Linked DNA regions of Sus scrofa: region 1 is linked to region 2. A link is a contact called in public HiChIP or PLAC-seq data. All regions are on one chromosome and are shown on one strand. Each heading gives the region's core, a stretch centred on a gene start, on an enhancer-like site or on the middle of the called end of the contact. The rest is flanking DNA. Distances are from core to core; before and after follow the strand shown. Region 1 overlaps LOC110261421 (a long non-coding RNA gene). Region 2 holds the start of PLPP3 (phospholipid phosphatase 3).

Region 1 (7,394 bases), core at 2,350-4,849, 1.3 Mb after region 2:
ATGAAGAGCAACTAAGTGAATTTGTCCCAAGTTCCACAGCTCAAAAAGTGATGGTACTAGGATTTAAACCGAGGTTTGTCTGATATTATCATCTTGCTTCTAGGTTGTCTCTTTATTATTTTGGATCAGATAATGTAGGTGAAAGCTTGAAGCATTCTATCTGGCAGATAAAGAGTAGGCAACATGCATTTATAGCCATCCTTCCTCCAGAGACTGTTTCTAGAATGAATGGATGGATGAATGACATTGGATGAACATAGAGCACCCTCTGGTCCTCCTGTCCACATGTGGGAACTCTCACGCCTCTGAACTCACAGGACTTTGTTCTTCCCTTGCACATGGAGCTTGTTCCCTCCCTCCTTGCCCCTACCCCATGGTTAATCCCTCAGAGAAGGGATGAGTCTAACTCATCTCTCTTCCCCCTCCTCTCCACTGGGCCTCCTGCACTGGCCTGATCCACCGCAGATGCTCAATATCAGTCTGCGGAATGAATGAATAAGTTTAAAAACTCCAATAAAGCACACAACTGAGGATTGGTTAAAATTTAAGTGCATCCCCAGAAGTTTAGAGAAAAATCTGAGCTGAGACTCAGAAGGGGACTCCAGGTCCAACATGGTCACTAATCTGTTATGCAGACTTGGGCTCCTCCTGGCCCTCTCTTACCCCACCCAGCAAATGAGGGGCTTGGACCAATGACCTTAGAGCTGTTGTAACCCCACCGTCTAGGTCCTGGTGTTTCCAAGGTCAGAAATAAACAACAAGGCAATCCAGATGCCAGCAGGGCTTGGGCTATCCAGGGATGGACAATCCTTTTTCAGGTCCCAGTTTTCAGGAACCACAAAAATCAGCATTTGAGCACCTCGCCAACTTCCTCTTGCTAATTCCCGACAGCCACTTCCCAAGGACAGGTGGAATGAAGGACCGCTCTCTCTTGGCAGAAGGTTCTTCCTAGAGCCTAAGACAATAATGCCACAACCTCCACCACGGCTCCTTGAGATGAATGGAACATCCCCACCAAGAAGGAGGATAACAATGCCAGCTAACGTTCATCGGGGGCAAACGATTTCTCCTGAGCTCTGTAAGCACTTGGAGGCCAATTACCAAGGCAATGCTCATGTGAGGTGGGTCTGCACTATTGTTTTCATTAAAGCATAGCTGGTTTTCAATGTCATGCTCATTTCTGCTGTACAGAAAAGTGATTTAATCATGCATAAGCATACACTCTTTTTTATAGTCTTTTCCATGTGGTTTATCACGGGATATCAAATATAGTTCCCTGCGCTGTACAGTAGGACCCTGCTGTATACCGTGCGCCATGATCTTTATTCCCCATTTCACAGATCAGGAAAGGGGCATTCTAAAGGGGTTGAGGGTCATCAACCAGGGTCCTCTAGCTAGCTCCATACCCCAAGGTCAGCCTTCTCTTTTTGTTCTTACTTTAGAAAAAAATGGGACGTACATTCACACGGTACCAAATTCAAAATACAAAGATGTGTACAAAATGAATAAGTGTCCCTCTGGCTCCTGGTCTCCCAGCCTCTCATTCTCTGGGAGGTGATGCCTGTAATCACCTGTTTACCAAACCATGAGGTTATGGGTTCAATCCCTGGCCTCGCTCAGTGGGTTAAGGATCCGGTGTTGCCGTGAGCTGTGGTGTAGGTCACAGATGCGGCTCGGATCCCGCATTGCTGTGGCTCTGGCATAGGCTGGCGGTACAGCTCCAGTTAGACCCCTAGCCTGGGAACCTCCACATGCCACGGGTGCAGCCCTAGAAAAGACAGAAAGATAAAAAAAAAAAAAAAAAAAGTCTTTGGGCTATGCTTACTCATCTGTAGCATGCAGTGTTCTGCCCCTTTCTTTTTCCACTTACCAATATTGCCAGGCAATCCTTCCCTATCAGTATATAAATATCTTCCTTGTCTTTGTGCTGGCTGGATAACAGTCCATCATCTGAAAGTGCCCTAACTTTGAAAGACCTATACAGACCCCAAGCTCTTAAACAATGACAACTGCAGGGAGGAGCTGAGAAGCCAGACTACACATCCCCACACCCAGGGTCACCAAGCATTTCAGATCAGCTGGACCTTTAGAGATCCCTACACAAAGACTTTCACTCTCATTGAAGACTAACTGAAGCAGTGCATGAAAGGCACTTTGTGTTTGGCACACAGTAAATGCCTGGTTATACTTTATTTATACTAATAGTAACAGGTGACAATATGGACCAGGATGTTGGGATACTAGAGAGAAGCGGAAGTCAGGGAAGCAATCTGCCCTCTTCCCCAACACGTGTGGAGGGATGGAAAGAGCAGAAAGACCTATGTTCAAAACCCAGCTCCACCACTCACTGTGTATTAGCAGAGATGGCCAGATAGGCATTGGCAGAACACCTCCCCTCTCTGAGTTTGGGATGGGCAAATGGCCACCTGGCTTGTGGCTACATTTCCCAGGCTCCTTTGTAGCCTGGTGTGGCTATATTCTCGCCAAGACATTGTAAATGGAAACTTCCCACCCTTCACTTTCTCACTTTCCCATGGACTGGAACACATACGTGGTGGTGGCCAAGCAGCTTCAACCAAGTGGACAAGACAACACTCTAATGACAAAACGAAAAGGAACACAGGTAGCTCACAGGGCAGAGTTATGTGTGGTCCCATTATACAGATGAAGAAACCGAGGTTCAAGGCGAACAGAGTATCTAATGACAAAACGAGAAGGAACACAGGTAGCTCACAGGGCAGAGTTATGTGTGGCCGCTCCACGCACGTGCCTCTAAACTGTTACATGAGAGAGCAGCCCACTTGGATCTGGTTTTAGCGATGGTATTTTGAGGTCTCTGTTAGAGCATCTTAACTCTTACCCTATCTTATACACAGTGTGACCTTGAACAAATTACCTGACATTCCTAAGCCTCAGTTTCTACATCTTCAAATCCTTCATAAAGATTAAAGAGGAAGGAGTTCCTGTCGTGGCTCAGCAGTATGAAATCCGAATAGCAACCATGAGGATGCAGGATTGATCCCTGGCCTCACTCAGTGGGTTAAGAATTCAGTACTGCCATGAGCTGTGGTGTAGGTCACAGAAGAGGCTCGGATCTAGCATTGCTGTGGCTATGGTGTAGGCTGGCAGCTGGAGCTCCAATTCGACCCCTAGCTTGGGAACGTCCATATGCCACAGGTGCAGCCATAAAAAGACAAAAAAAAAAAAAAAAAGGAAACAAACAGAACACCTAGTACAATGTCTGGCACATGATAAAAGCTCAACAAATGGGCCTCTGGGCCTGTTTCCCCATCTGTAAAATGGGTGTATTAATCAATCCTTCCTTTGTGAAATCCAAATGACATAGCTATAAAGATGATATGCAAACTGTGAAGCCCTGTACAAAAGTTAGCATTGCTTTAGGATGCTCTGGAAGCCTTGTTTGTGCTGCATAAATGCTTCACCAACATCCATAAAGACAGTGAGCCAAGCACATTGTGCCCCTGGGGACAAAGAGAGGTCAACTTGCATCTCCTGATGATGTTTCCAGCCTGTGAAATCCCAGCAGTTTGCACGCCTGAGCCCTGGACCATCTGACCTTCCTCCAAGCCAATGCCAAATGGTAGATGTCAGCAGCTTCATGGCCCTCTGCAAACCACTGCTGGCAACAGCAACCCTACATGGGATAGCATTTCAGAGTTTACAAGAGTCGTTCCACAGCCGCAGATTCTCTGGAGCACCTTGGAACCCAACAAGACAGGCAGGACAATTTGCATCAGAGGTAACTGGGGTGCTGAGGTTCTAAGATGGACCACAACTTGCCCAAGGACTTAGAATTCATGTGTGGGATCCACCCTACATAACCCATATCTCAGGCCTGCATCTGAGTCTAAAGTTCTTTCCATTTCCCTGTTATACGCCACCTACAAAAGAGGAAAACATGCTCATATGGGGCCTAAGTCACAAAGCATAACCGTGAAACCTACTCATTTATTCAACAAACACAGAGGATCTGGAGAGGCCCTGCAGAGACCACTGGGTCAGGGACCCAGTCTGCTGGACCGGAGGACTACACGGTGAGGGTCTACCGTGCCCAGCACTTCACCCAGGCCATCTCTAATTCTTACAACGAAGAAAAGTCCACAATTTTATGACAGGCAATGGAGGTTCAGAGACACTGAGTGATTTGTTTGAAGTCACTCAGCCACTAAGTGCTAGGCCACTAAAGGCTTTCTTCTCAAGAGTGCAAAGGACTTCCCAAAATGTCTTCAGTGTAGAATTTCCAAGAGAGAATTATGGGTGCCACAGCACCTACTGGGTGCTGACACACGACATCAAGTGACCAAATATCAATGATTTTCTCTTTTTCATTTCCAGCTTGATAATTTTATACAATCATAGAATGTCAGAGGGAAAAAAAAAAAAAGATAATCTAGTCAAACCTCCCCATCATACAGGTGAGGGAGCTGCGGACCAGAAACCATGTCTTGTCCAAGGCCACACAGCAACTTCTATCAGAACTGGAATTCAAGCCATGCATGTCTGAACTTCAAGTCTCAGTTATTTCCGTGTTCTGGATGCCCAGCCCGGGGCTTGGCACTTACTTTCATGTTCTTTCTGGATGCCCGGCCTGGGGCTTGGCACTTACTTTCATGTTCTTTCTCATCCAGAAGTATCACCAACTTTGAGGCAGGGACTAGTTGTAGTTCATCTTCATGTCTCCAGCGCATGGCATGCAGAATAATGCCCTCAATAAGTGTGTGGTAACTGACTGGTATGAAACAACAATAACTATCCCCATTATACAGACGAAGAAGCTGAGGTTCAAGGCAAACAGAATAGCTGTCCAAGGTTACATAACTCACAAGTGGCTGTGGGCGGGAGGCCCTAGGCAAAGCACCAGCCCCTCCCAACCTGGAAAACAGGCACAGCATTCGGTCTCAAATAAGGATGGACCCTCACCCACCTCCTCGCAGTGTTGGAAGAGCCCTGGGGAAGGGGTCCTGCAGGAGGACCAGGTACGTGACTCAGCTGGAAGCCATGACAAGTGTGCAAGGTGGAGGAAGACCCACCCCAGCAAGGCCCCCACCCCCTTGCTGAGGGGCCTCGGGCTCAGATGGCCAAACTAGTCACACATGTTTGGAAGTCAGCGAAGAGCCTTGCTGGGGGCCAGGAGAAAGATCCGTTCTGGGGGTTCTGCCAGGCCTTGAGATGAGGCTGCCAAAGGGAGGTCAGGATAGGGGGAGGACAGATGTGTCCAAGGCCCTGCCAGAGGCCACATTGGCCCGAGTGCATCAGTCCTGCGCTGAGCCATAACTCTCTTCCAAGCTCAGAGCGTTACGGTTCCCAGATTAGACCATGGAAAAGTGGTTCCATGTGGACTTTTCAACTTGGTCACTTCCTCAACACCCCTCATCCCCCCCACAATCTCCAACCCAGAATCACTTCGTGTCAACACAAGGATGTTGCTCTTTATTTTCTTCTCTCTTGAACACACAAAAATAACTCAGCCAGACTCTAATATCCATGCAAGCTCTCAAGAAGCTGGGCTTAAACATGTTTGCACGTCGGGACCAAAGCAGTCCCACGTGTGGCTGCTGAAACGAGGTGTCCTCTGCATGGCAAGGGGCTGCCTTCGTCAATCTCAGGGATGCTAATGGGAAGAAGTGAACAGCTGACACCCCTTCCTATGTTCTCTACATGGGTCTTCTCATTTAACTAGTCATCTGAATTTTGCAGGTGAAAACCTAAGGCTCAGGGAAATGTGAAGTGCTCACAGTCATTCACTCACTCAACAAACGTTTTTCATTTCCACCTCTCGGTTCAATACGGATATTTGTAGGAAAAAAAAAAAAAAAACCTTTTTATGCTATATAAAAGGATTCACTAATGGATTCCCTCATGCATTCTATGCAGTTTCCCAAAGTGCAGAATGTAAAAAGCTAATTCTCCGAGAGCCGAAGAGGCATTTGGGAAAAATGAATTCTGTGCACAAATTAGCCTGGAAGTCACTGATTAAACAAGAGTGACTTAAGAAATCACTGATTAAAGAGGCCAAACAATGCAGGATTTTCTTAAATATAGGATTTTTCAAAGCTTTTAATTGACTAAAGTGTATTTGACTCCCCAGCTGAGTATGCAGTATTTTCCCAAAGTTAAGAGCTGGAGTTCTGAGGAGTTCCCGTCGTGGCTCAGTGGTTAACGAATCCGACTAGGAACCATGAGGTTGCGGGTTTGATCCCTGGCCTTGCTCAGTGGGTTAAGGATCTGATGTTGCTGTGAGCTGTGGTGTAGGTTGCAGACGTGGCTCGGATCCCACGTTGCTGTGGCTCTGGCGTAGGCCAGTGTCTACAGCTCCGATTAGACCCCCAGCCTGGGAACCTCCATATGCCGAGGGAGCGGCCCAAGAAATGGCAAAAAGACAGAAAAAAAAAAAAAAAAAAAGAGCTGGAGTTCTGAGAAAAACTCTTTTGGAAGCACTTCCTCAGTATTTTCTGTTGAATTATATGAAAGTGCCAACATTTGACTGTTTTTTTAATCTATAAAACAGCATCTCAAGAGAGTGTCTATAGATCTATGACTGGGTCTCTTTGCTCTACAGCAGAAATTGACAGAACAATGTAAATCAACTATAACATAAAAAATTTAAAAACAGAAAAACAGCATCTCCATTTGTTTCAATCTATTGTGTACAATGGGGGAGTGTATGCTCACATGTTTTGTGCCTCCTTTATCACATTTAATAATGTGATGTACATAACAAGCCCTGAACCCTAAAGGGTACTTGACGTGGAGTCTTTTACATGCTTGCTATTAGGGCTGGAAAGAGACCTGGGGTGGGGGTTACTCTCCACCCCAAATCCATGCCTGTCCTTCCACAGTATCACATTGTCATGGGAAGCAGGTGCCCAACCAGAGACTATGATGCCGGGTCCCCCTACATCCAGGTGAGAGGTGAGTGGGGGGCGGGACTAGTGTGCACTATGCAAGAGGAGTACACCTGATCACGCCATCACCAAGCAGAAGCAGGTAAGAGGCAGGTGTGTCCGCTCCACCCTCTACTTTGTCCATCTTCTGGCTGAATACAGAGGACTCCATGGCCTCAGAGGCTGACAGATCCACAAGAGGGAATGGGACTTGGCCCTGAGGTACCACTTGATGGAAAGCCACCTACCAACTAGGCACACCCCCCTTCAACTATTAGGTGAGAAACAGTTAGAAAGAAATGGATTTGGAGGGAGTTGTTGTCTTCATCACAGGAGAAAGCATCACCCTAACCAACACAGTAAAGTCGGGAGCAGGCAACGAGAATGGTCATGCAGGACCCCATCGGTGGTGACAGAGCAGAACTCAAGACAGCAATTTCAATGAGCCCACACCGCAAAGGGCCCCTTGGTCAGCATAGCCAGACCAGC
Region 2 (7,645 bases), core at 1,920-4,419:
TTTCATTATTAGTTGTGAGTCCCCAGAACCAGAGAAAATATCAGTCCCATTGCAAAGTGGAAGAACGAAGGTTCAGAGAGCTTGTTTAGTATATCTCAGGTCAAACAGCACAGCCAAGATATTCAGACCTCAAATCCTCAGCTTCTTCCTGCCTTGTCTTAGGAGTTTTACGGGGGGGGGGTGGGAGGTTAGGTGCAGTTTTTTTTTGGGGGGGGGGTCTCTAGTGCCTGTGGGAACACCCATGATATTTGAAACCAACACTTGCAGTGGGTAAGCCCAACAAGTTTTGGTTTAGGGTAAAAAACACCAGAGGTGGAATGTAATGCTTTTAAAGAACCTGGATAAATGAATACTTGTTAGCCCAAACTTAGGTCTCCTTAAGTGAATTTCAACGGCTTGGGAAATTTGGGCCCTGACCTTTTGACTACACAATTTTAAGTAAAGAAACGCAGTTACTTTTCCTTTAAATATTTCCAGAGCCAATTCATGCGTTTTCAAAAAATTTAAAAAATGATTAATTATTAAATGCGAGGGGTTAAAGAGAGAGAGAAATAAAATTATGAGGTAACAAGAGGTCTTAGAAATGAAGGCCGTTTAAATCTCTTGGGAGGTATCAGTTATTTAAGAATGATGTGCTGTTGTTACCACACATAATAAGTTAATCTTTAAAAGGCATTTATCCCCGCTGATGTTATAATAGTTTTTATACAGACTGGCTTAGTGAATGGGATGTCATTTTCAGATGTGTATTTTGGTAAGCTATGTTTACCAGGAATTTTAACTACTTAATTATTTTGAAATAACACCATTTTAAATCAAGTTTGTTCCATTGCATTTTACTTGCTAGTTAGACTGTTCAATTTTAGGATTTAAAGCAAAGAGGCCTTCAGATGTATGCATCCTGGGAGGCTGTTTTATTTCCTTTTGTCTAAAGAATGATAGTGACACTGTATTATGACTTGTTCAAGTCAATTTTAATGAATATCTGTAGTGTTCTGTTCCCTTGAAGAGTTATCCAAATGTAATAGTTGTTTGCATCCAACTACACGCATCAATTAACACCGTGATCTTTTTGTTATGAGAAAAATAGTCCACGGAGCCTTGTAAATGGGAATATAAAGCTCTTATTTAAACATCCATTTATTTTCCCTTTTACTGGCTCCTGGAATAACAGATTTTTATCCTTCTTAATAAGTAGCTGAGTTTAATCCAGGGAACCTCAGAGCCAAAAAGGTTCCTAGTATTCAAACTAGTGCCAGCCAAAGTTTACCATCCAGTAACTTTAAAGAGACCCAACAATGATTGCTGAGTTATAATACCATTTAACTACAGTAAAAGTCTGGCTTTTAAAAATGTCTATTCTTAAATTAATAAAAGTCATTTCACAGAGAAGAAAAAGCAGACAGGAAATGTAAAGGGAGGTAACTGTAAAATTCAAATAATAGAACGGGGTACCATACAGTGGAATTTAAGTGGCTGTCTGAGGGGCCACCGATGCCCTAGGACTTTTGAAGCTCAAAGGAGGGGAAAGATCAGAGTGGGCTGCTGAAGTTACAAGAACTTGCTCTCAAAGCTGTGGCTTGGCGATTTAGACCTTCAAGGATGATTATCGTAACAAAGAGAATTTGGTGGGCCAGGGAAGACCCTTGAATCCGGGAATTCCTTTTAGAATGTCAGTAATAGTGAAATCAGCCTCATATTGTTTCCGCAGTTTTAACATGTCAAGAGAAGGCATTTCTCACTGAAAAGCTGTCTAGGAAATCTGTTCTCTTAGTTTCCCTGGCTTTGACTTGCTGCTATTTGAAAGGAGAATGCTGTGTCTGATGGGCAGCTAGGTACCCTAGCTTCATCCAGAGCTGTCTTAGAGATTCAGTTACTCTTGCTTCCAGAAGACAGCAATTTTGCCTTCCTTTACCAGCCCACTTGTTCTACGCAGTCTGACTTGAGCTTCATTCAGCAGGCACCAAACTCTGTGTGCGGTACTGGGGAGAGGGTTTGGAGCTGATAATCTATAGAGCGGACTCATCTTTACTAACTATAACACCAAATCAGACTGTAATAGGTACTACAAGAGTGCTGCAAACCAAGTGCTGAAGGTGAAGTTAATTCTGTCCGGGGATCAAGAAAGGGCCCAGAGAGAAGGTGCTATTTCAGAGGATTCTAAAGCAAGAAAAGCATTTTGGTAGTTAGAGAAGGGATGGATGTGCAGAGACAGAGGGAGGCAGAGGCCAGGGTGTGGAGTGGGAAAGGACTATTGGAGAAAGGCCAAGTGGCTGGATCTAGGGATACTGAACCCTATAACAAGTCAGTAAAAAAAATCATGATCTAGAACATGATGGAAGATAGAAGGAAAGGTCCTTGCCTTGGAAATGTTTATGCTCTGTCTGGGGGAGAATTAATTCACATAGAAGACTGTGAAAGCACATGACAGCCTCTACTGCAAAGCGTTAGATTGCCCCCCAAGCTAGAGATATGCTAGCTCTGGGAGAGCTCTCCTGCTTCCCTGGACAGCTGCCCCCAACACTCAATACTGATACAAGCAGGCTGGGGGCCAGCCGAACTGGCAGGGATTTGGAGGGCTGGGAACTACAAGGAATAAAGTAAAGGTTAACACCTACACAGCATTTCCTATGTACCTAGCACGGTTCCAGGCGCGTCTATGGATTAGCTAATGACATCTTCATAATTACTCTATTTAGGAGAAAGTTATTATCTCCAGCTTACAGATGGGGAAACAGAGGCACCGAGCCACAGCCAGGATTCCAAGCCACAGGATCTAGTCCCAGAGCCAGTGCAGTCCTTTTCCTGTTCGGAGCCTCAGAATCTAGCCCAGTATCCAGTGCTGAGTGTTCAGATCTCAAAAAATAAACAAACAAACAAACAAAACAAACCCCCCCCAACAATTTATTTGAGTATTTTCAGGAGGAAACGATTCAAATCAAAACAAAGACTTGAAAGCCCCAAATATGTAAAGGAGGATAAAAGAGGAGAAACGCTTTTTTAGCTGTACAGCCTCAACGTTTGCCTGATCCAAGGCTGTTTCTTTTTATTTACATTTTTTTTTTCTCGTTTTGTGACAATTTAGTGTTTTTGAACGCTAGGGGCTCCCGGATTCTCTGGTTTGAAAGTAACTTTTCCTTTTAGGATTTTTTTTTTTTTTTTTTTTTGGAAGGGGGTGGGGGAAAATGTGGCCTTAATTATCCTACGTCTTAGGCTGCTTAAGGAAGGGGCTGTGCTTTCGGAATCCCTTCTGAGCCAAGTAAGGAGGTCCCTCTCTTTGCCTCTCTCTCTTTTTTAAAGGACCTCATGAAATAAAAGTGCCGAAAACAAACCCAGGCGATCACAGCGGCGGCGGCGGCGGCAGCAGCAGCAGCAGCAGCAGCAGCAGCAGCAGCAGGAGGAGGAGGAAAGTAGGAGTTGGGGCAGCGCTCCGAGGTGGCTGGGCTCCGCGCAGCTCCCATTCATTAAGCAACCAGCTGCGGAGGAAGGTGGCCGAGCGCCCGCGCTGCCCCCTCGCTGCTTTGCGCACGGACACGCCAGCTCCGCGCGTCCGGAGCAACGCAGCGCTGCAGAAGTTTCTGCTCGGGAGTTGACTCTCTTCCCCTTGGACTTTCGAACGATTCGGGGTTGAGACAGGAAAAGCGGAGGAGCACCAGGGAGCAGAAAGCACCACCGCCTGCCCTTGGAAGCGGGGCAGCGGGGCCGCACTCTCCCGCCGCGCCCGGAGAAGCCTCGGTCGGGAGGCGACCCCGGCGTCTGGGTGTGTGGCTGCAGTCGTGGGGCGTCTTGGCCAGCGCCATGCAAAACTACAAGTACGACAAGGCTATCGTCGCGGAGAGCAAGAACGGCGGCAGCCCGGCGCTCAATAACAACCCGAGGAAGGGCGGCAGCAAGCGGGTGCTGCTCATCTGCCTGGACCTCTTCTGCCTCTTCATGGGTGAGCCCAGCCCCTCTGTCCCCCCGGCCCTCAGCGCCCGTCCCAGCCCGGCCCGGGGCTGCGCGCGAAGCTCGGCGCTCGCTCCTGCGCGGGGCCCCGTCTCCCGGCCGCGCCGTGCTGCCCGTCCCGGGGGCCCCGCAGGCTTTTCCCCGCTCCCGGGTTCCCGCCCTCCCCGATCCTGCCGCCTCCCCGGCCTGTAAAGGAGTGTCGAGCGTGCTCTAGGCTTTCGCGGGCCACTTGGACACTCAATCTAAAAAGCTGCCTGCAGTTGGAAACGCAGGCAGAACCCCACGAAAGGTGAGGGCTTGTCCTCTTAGGAGAGGGAGGGGAAGTCGGTGGAACCAGGAGCCAGAGCCGGCGTAAAGCTGGTTGCCTTCCATCGAGTAAAACGGATCTCCTGGAGCGCCGGGCTCTTGCCTGGAGAGCGCTGCCTTCCCAGGGCCGAACGTAAACATCCAGCCTTTCCGCCGGGCTGCCTCGGCCCAGGACTTGCAAGCCGGCCTCTTCACTTGTTGCTCTCGTGAACGCCCTCCAGGGGTTGGGAGGGTGCTGTCTACCGGCTTGATGCAGAGTACCGATTCTGCAGACCCCTACTGTGTGCCAGGTGGTCGTTTTAACCAGCCGTCTCCCCGACTCGGTGCAGGAGGAGCGAGAAAGTTCATTTCACCGATGAGGAAACTGAGGCATTGGGAAAGCTAGCCAGGGTCATGCTTCAGGACCACAATTCATTGTACTCCCAGAAAATTGAGGCGGTAGCCCCGTTTCTGTTTTCCCAGCTAGTTGGAAGCCACTGCTGAAAGAGGTGGGAGTAAAGGGACTGGAGTGGGAGTTGGTAAAGAGGATTTATGAACTCGCCTCCAGGGCGGGGGGTGACTACTGACAGGAATGTACGGGAGCCCCGAGGTTTGGAAGTCGGCGTAGTTTTTTTTTGTTTTTTTGTTTTTTTTTTAAGCCAATCATAGTGTCAAGGAAAGCATGCTGGACTTGTCATCACAATACTGCCACTCTGCCACATGCGGGGTGTGCAACCTTGCTGCCTCTTTGGCCTCAGTTTCCTCATCAGTTGAGTGAGTGGGCTGAACCAGATGCTCTCCAAGGCCCCTTCCTGCATTAAGAACTCGGATTTGGTCCAGGGGCTGTTCTGCCAACTCTGCTAACTGAAGAAACATCTGTGTTCCCAATTCAGTTCCCTTAAAATAGAACTAACTGCTGCACGGAGGCTCAAGTCCCCTTTGAAATGGATTTGTCCATGCAGCGTAGGCAAAGCCCAGACTTCTGGGGCTGGAGTTAAGCGTCCCTGTGTTCAGGACCCTTTCTGCAGTAGAGTCCTTCCTGAAGTCCATCTGTCCTTGGCTTGACTGTCCATCGTCAATTTTGTGAGTCTGAGAAAGGAGGGACTTAGAATTTAAAAATAAGAATGGCTCCCTTTGCATAAGCAGACAGCCAAAGGTCAAATTGTGCTTTAGGGAAGGGAAGAAAGGTAACTGTGGTTCAGGTGGCAAATCCCATTCCTATCTCTTCATATAAATTCACCATTAAGATGTTATGTAAAGGCATTGTCACTGGGGGGCCTACCTTCCTGAAGGCAACTGAAGGCTCATTATGCACAGTGGGAAGATTAGTACTTAAAGTCTCCCTGCCAAGCTATTGAATTTTTAAAAGCCCTCCCTGGTCCTGGGGGAGTACCATGAACACATAAACACATTGAAGCTGTTTGCTGTAAACTTGCCTGGGGCTTCCCAGTATTTACTGGTGTGTTTTGTTGGGGGTAGGGTGAACTCTTTCTACACTGTCTGTTCCATGTACCTTCCTACCTCCTACTTGGTGATTAGGAAAGCAGAGCCAGAACATGCTTGACAGCCTTTGGACAGTTTTATTGTTCTCCCCTCCTCTTTCCCCCCTTGTGATTTCAGAAGGAAGTCCCAAGAGATGGTGTCTCTTATCAAAGGAAAGAGTGTGAAGGAATTCACAAAAAAAGACACACCTATATTAGCTATAGTTTAGCCAGGCACAGAGAAACCCCAAGACACTTGTTGTGCGTTGATGGTGTAAGTAAGATGTATGTTTGCACGTTTCATCTCCTCATCTGCCCCAGCTCTCCCTGTGTCTTCCCCGAAGCTAATATTCTATACCTAGCTGTTTTTTACTCACTCACTGTTGGTCTGTTCCAGCAAATAATTTTGTTTACTGCAAAAAAGTTAATAAGGTAACAGAACCTTCTATTTTACTGTCAGAATCATGTAGCTATCTGTGTTCAGGCTATGGGCCTTGCCATTAGCATCATGTCAAAAGGTCATTTTCAAAGTGTCTCCCTTATGCATAGGCCGAATTATAGTATCACTCATTCAGTGCCTCTCTACCACCTTTAATGAGAAACACAGTGAGGTAAACATTTACTTGAGAAATTTATGCAGGAGAACTTGATTTGGCTCCCACAAGAAAATTATTAACACAACATGTGATTTTAATATTCCACACATCGCAGTCCTAAAAAATTGTTTCTACGTGGTTCTCTTTTGCCTACGACTGTCAGTATGATTTAATTTTTATGTAGTTTATTGATCATATGGTCTGGATTACAAGGCCCTAATCTATGAAAAAGGGAGACAGTTTTCTGTTTATTCTCTCACAGAGATATACAGCAAGTTTCCTCTCCTTGTATCTGGAAAAAATAAAAGCTGATGTGCAATATACGTGTTATGTAAGTAGAAGTACGCAAGCAGTTTGACCCCTTTCACATACCTTTTTGGAACGTTAAATTCTTGGTGAATAAAACAGGAGTCCACTGTCCTTGTGAGGACCCAAGGAAGCTGGTGTCCAGAATCGCCAATGGGAGTTTACCTCTCAGTGAATCTTTGCTGATTATTGCTTTCGTAAATACAGTTAGGAATCTTTGCATTGCAGATTTTTCTGAAATGGATTTTGTTTTCCTTTCAATTGCATAATCTGTGTGGCCTCTGGGATTTTTCGTGCACAGTGCTCCTGCTGTACCGTGTTACAAGAGAGCAGCAGAGGATATTCTCAGGCAAGGGGGAAGGAAGGCACAGCTACTGTCTATAGCTCGGTTAGGCTCTGTTTCAAAAAAAAATACATGAGTTCATGTACTTTGCACTACAACCCTTATGAGGAGATTATCTCCATTTTACAGATGAGAAAACTGAGATTCACCATGAGTTCAGTCTGAGTTGATCCCTAATCCTCAGTGAGCATGACTGGATTCCATCCCCCTTTTCTCTCCTCCTCTGAAAAATCCTGAAACTCAGATTCTCATTAGAAAATTCTGAAGCTCCGTTTGCAGAAAGCCTTACCCTGCTGCCTTTTCCACGTAGTCATTTGCACTAAAGCAAATGAATAAAGGTGGTTCAACTCTTTGATCAGTGATATGGTCTCGTTACCCCAAGGCATGGTTTTGACTGGGGGACCAGTTCTAGCACTCAGTAAGTCCCAGATTTCGAGGGTACCCTTTTATCCCATGAGTCAATTTCGAGGGTACCCTTTTATCCCATGAGTCAGTGTGGTTCCAAGGAAAGCACAGATGACAGCCCATGGCTGGAGCACAAAAGGGTTTGGTAAATCCACGCAGAGCTTCTCTGCTCCCATCCCCCATTTCTTCCCTGTATTTATTCCTCAGGTGTTTACTGATTCCTTCTCCCAACCCATGTACTTTGATGGGTGGGCAGTGTTAGATAGGTCCAGCTTTTCGGCTTG

What was found. HiChIP or PLAC-seq counts read pairs in DNA pulled down with a chosen protein or histone mark.
Region 1: a contact with region 2 is called in an H3K27ac HiChIP or PLAC-seq map of skeletal muscle, with 14 times the contacts expected there. The contact joins the enhancer-like site here to the promoter of PLPP3 in region 2. A contact is called at or near these places in 3 of 5 promoter capture datasets (fetal skeletal muscle, liver and skeletal muscle), 4 of 47 Hi-C or Micro-C datasets (embryonic fibroblasts, fetal skeletal muscle, heart right ventricle and 1 more) and 1 of 2 datasets of contacts at active chromatin or transcription factors (skeletal muscle).

The regions. Positions count from the first base shown.
Region 1 is chr6:157,090,407-157,097,800 of Sscrofa11.1, forward strand. The region is part of intron 2 of LOC110261421 (a long non-coding RNA gene); the gene reads right to left. Among named protein-coding and RNA genes, the nearest start is that of USP24, 130 kb to the right of the region's middle. Within about 2 kb of position 3,600, at least 3 of the 83 cell types and tissues checked have an H3K27ac peak or open chromatin away from gene starts, as enhancers often do. A contact at or near this core is called in skeletal muscle, where this site is marked.
Region 2 is chr6:155,797,671-155,805,315 of Sscrofa11.1, forward strand. PLPP3 (phospholipid phosphatase 3) reads left to right here and starts at 3,170. Exons shown (of 6, transcript XM_003127971.6): 1 at 3,170-3,937. The coding sequence starts at 3,799.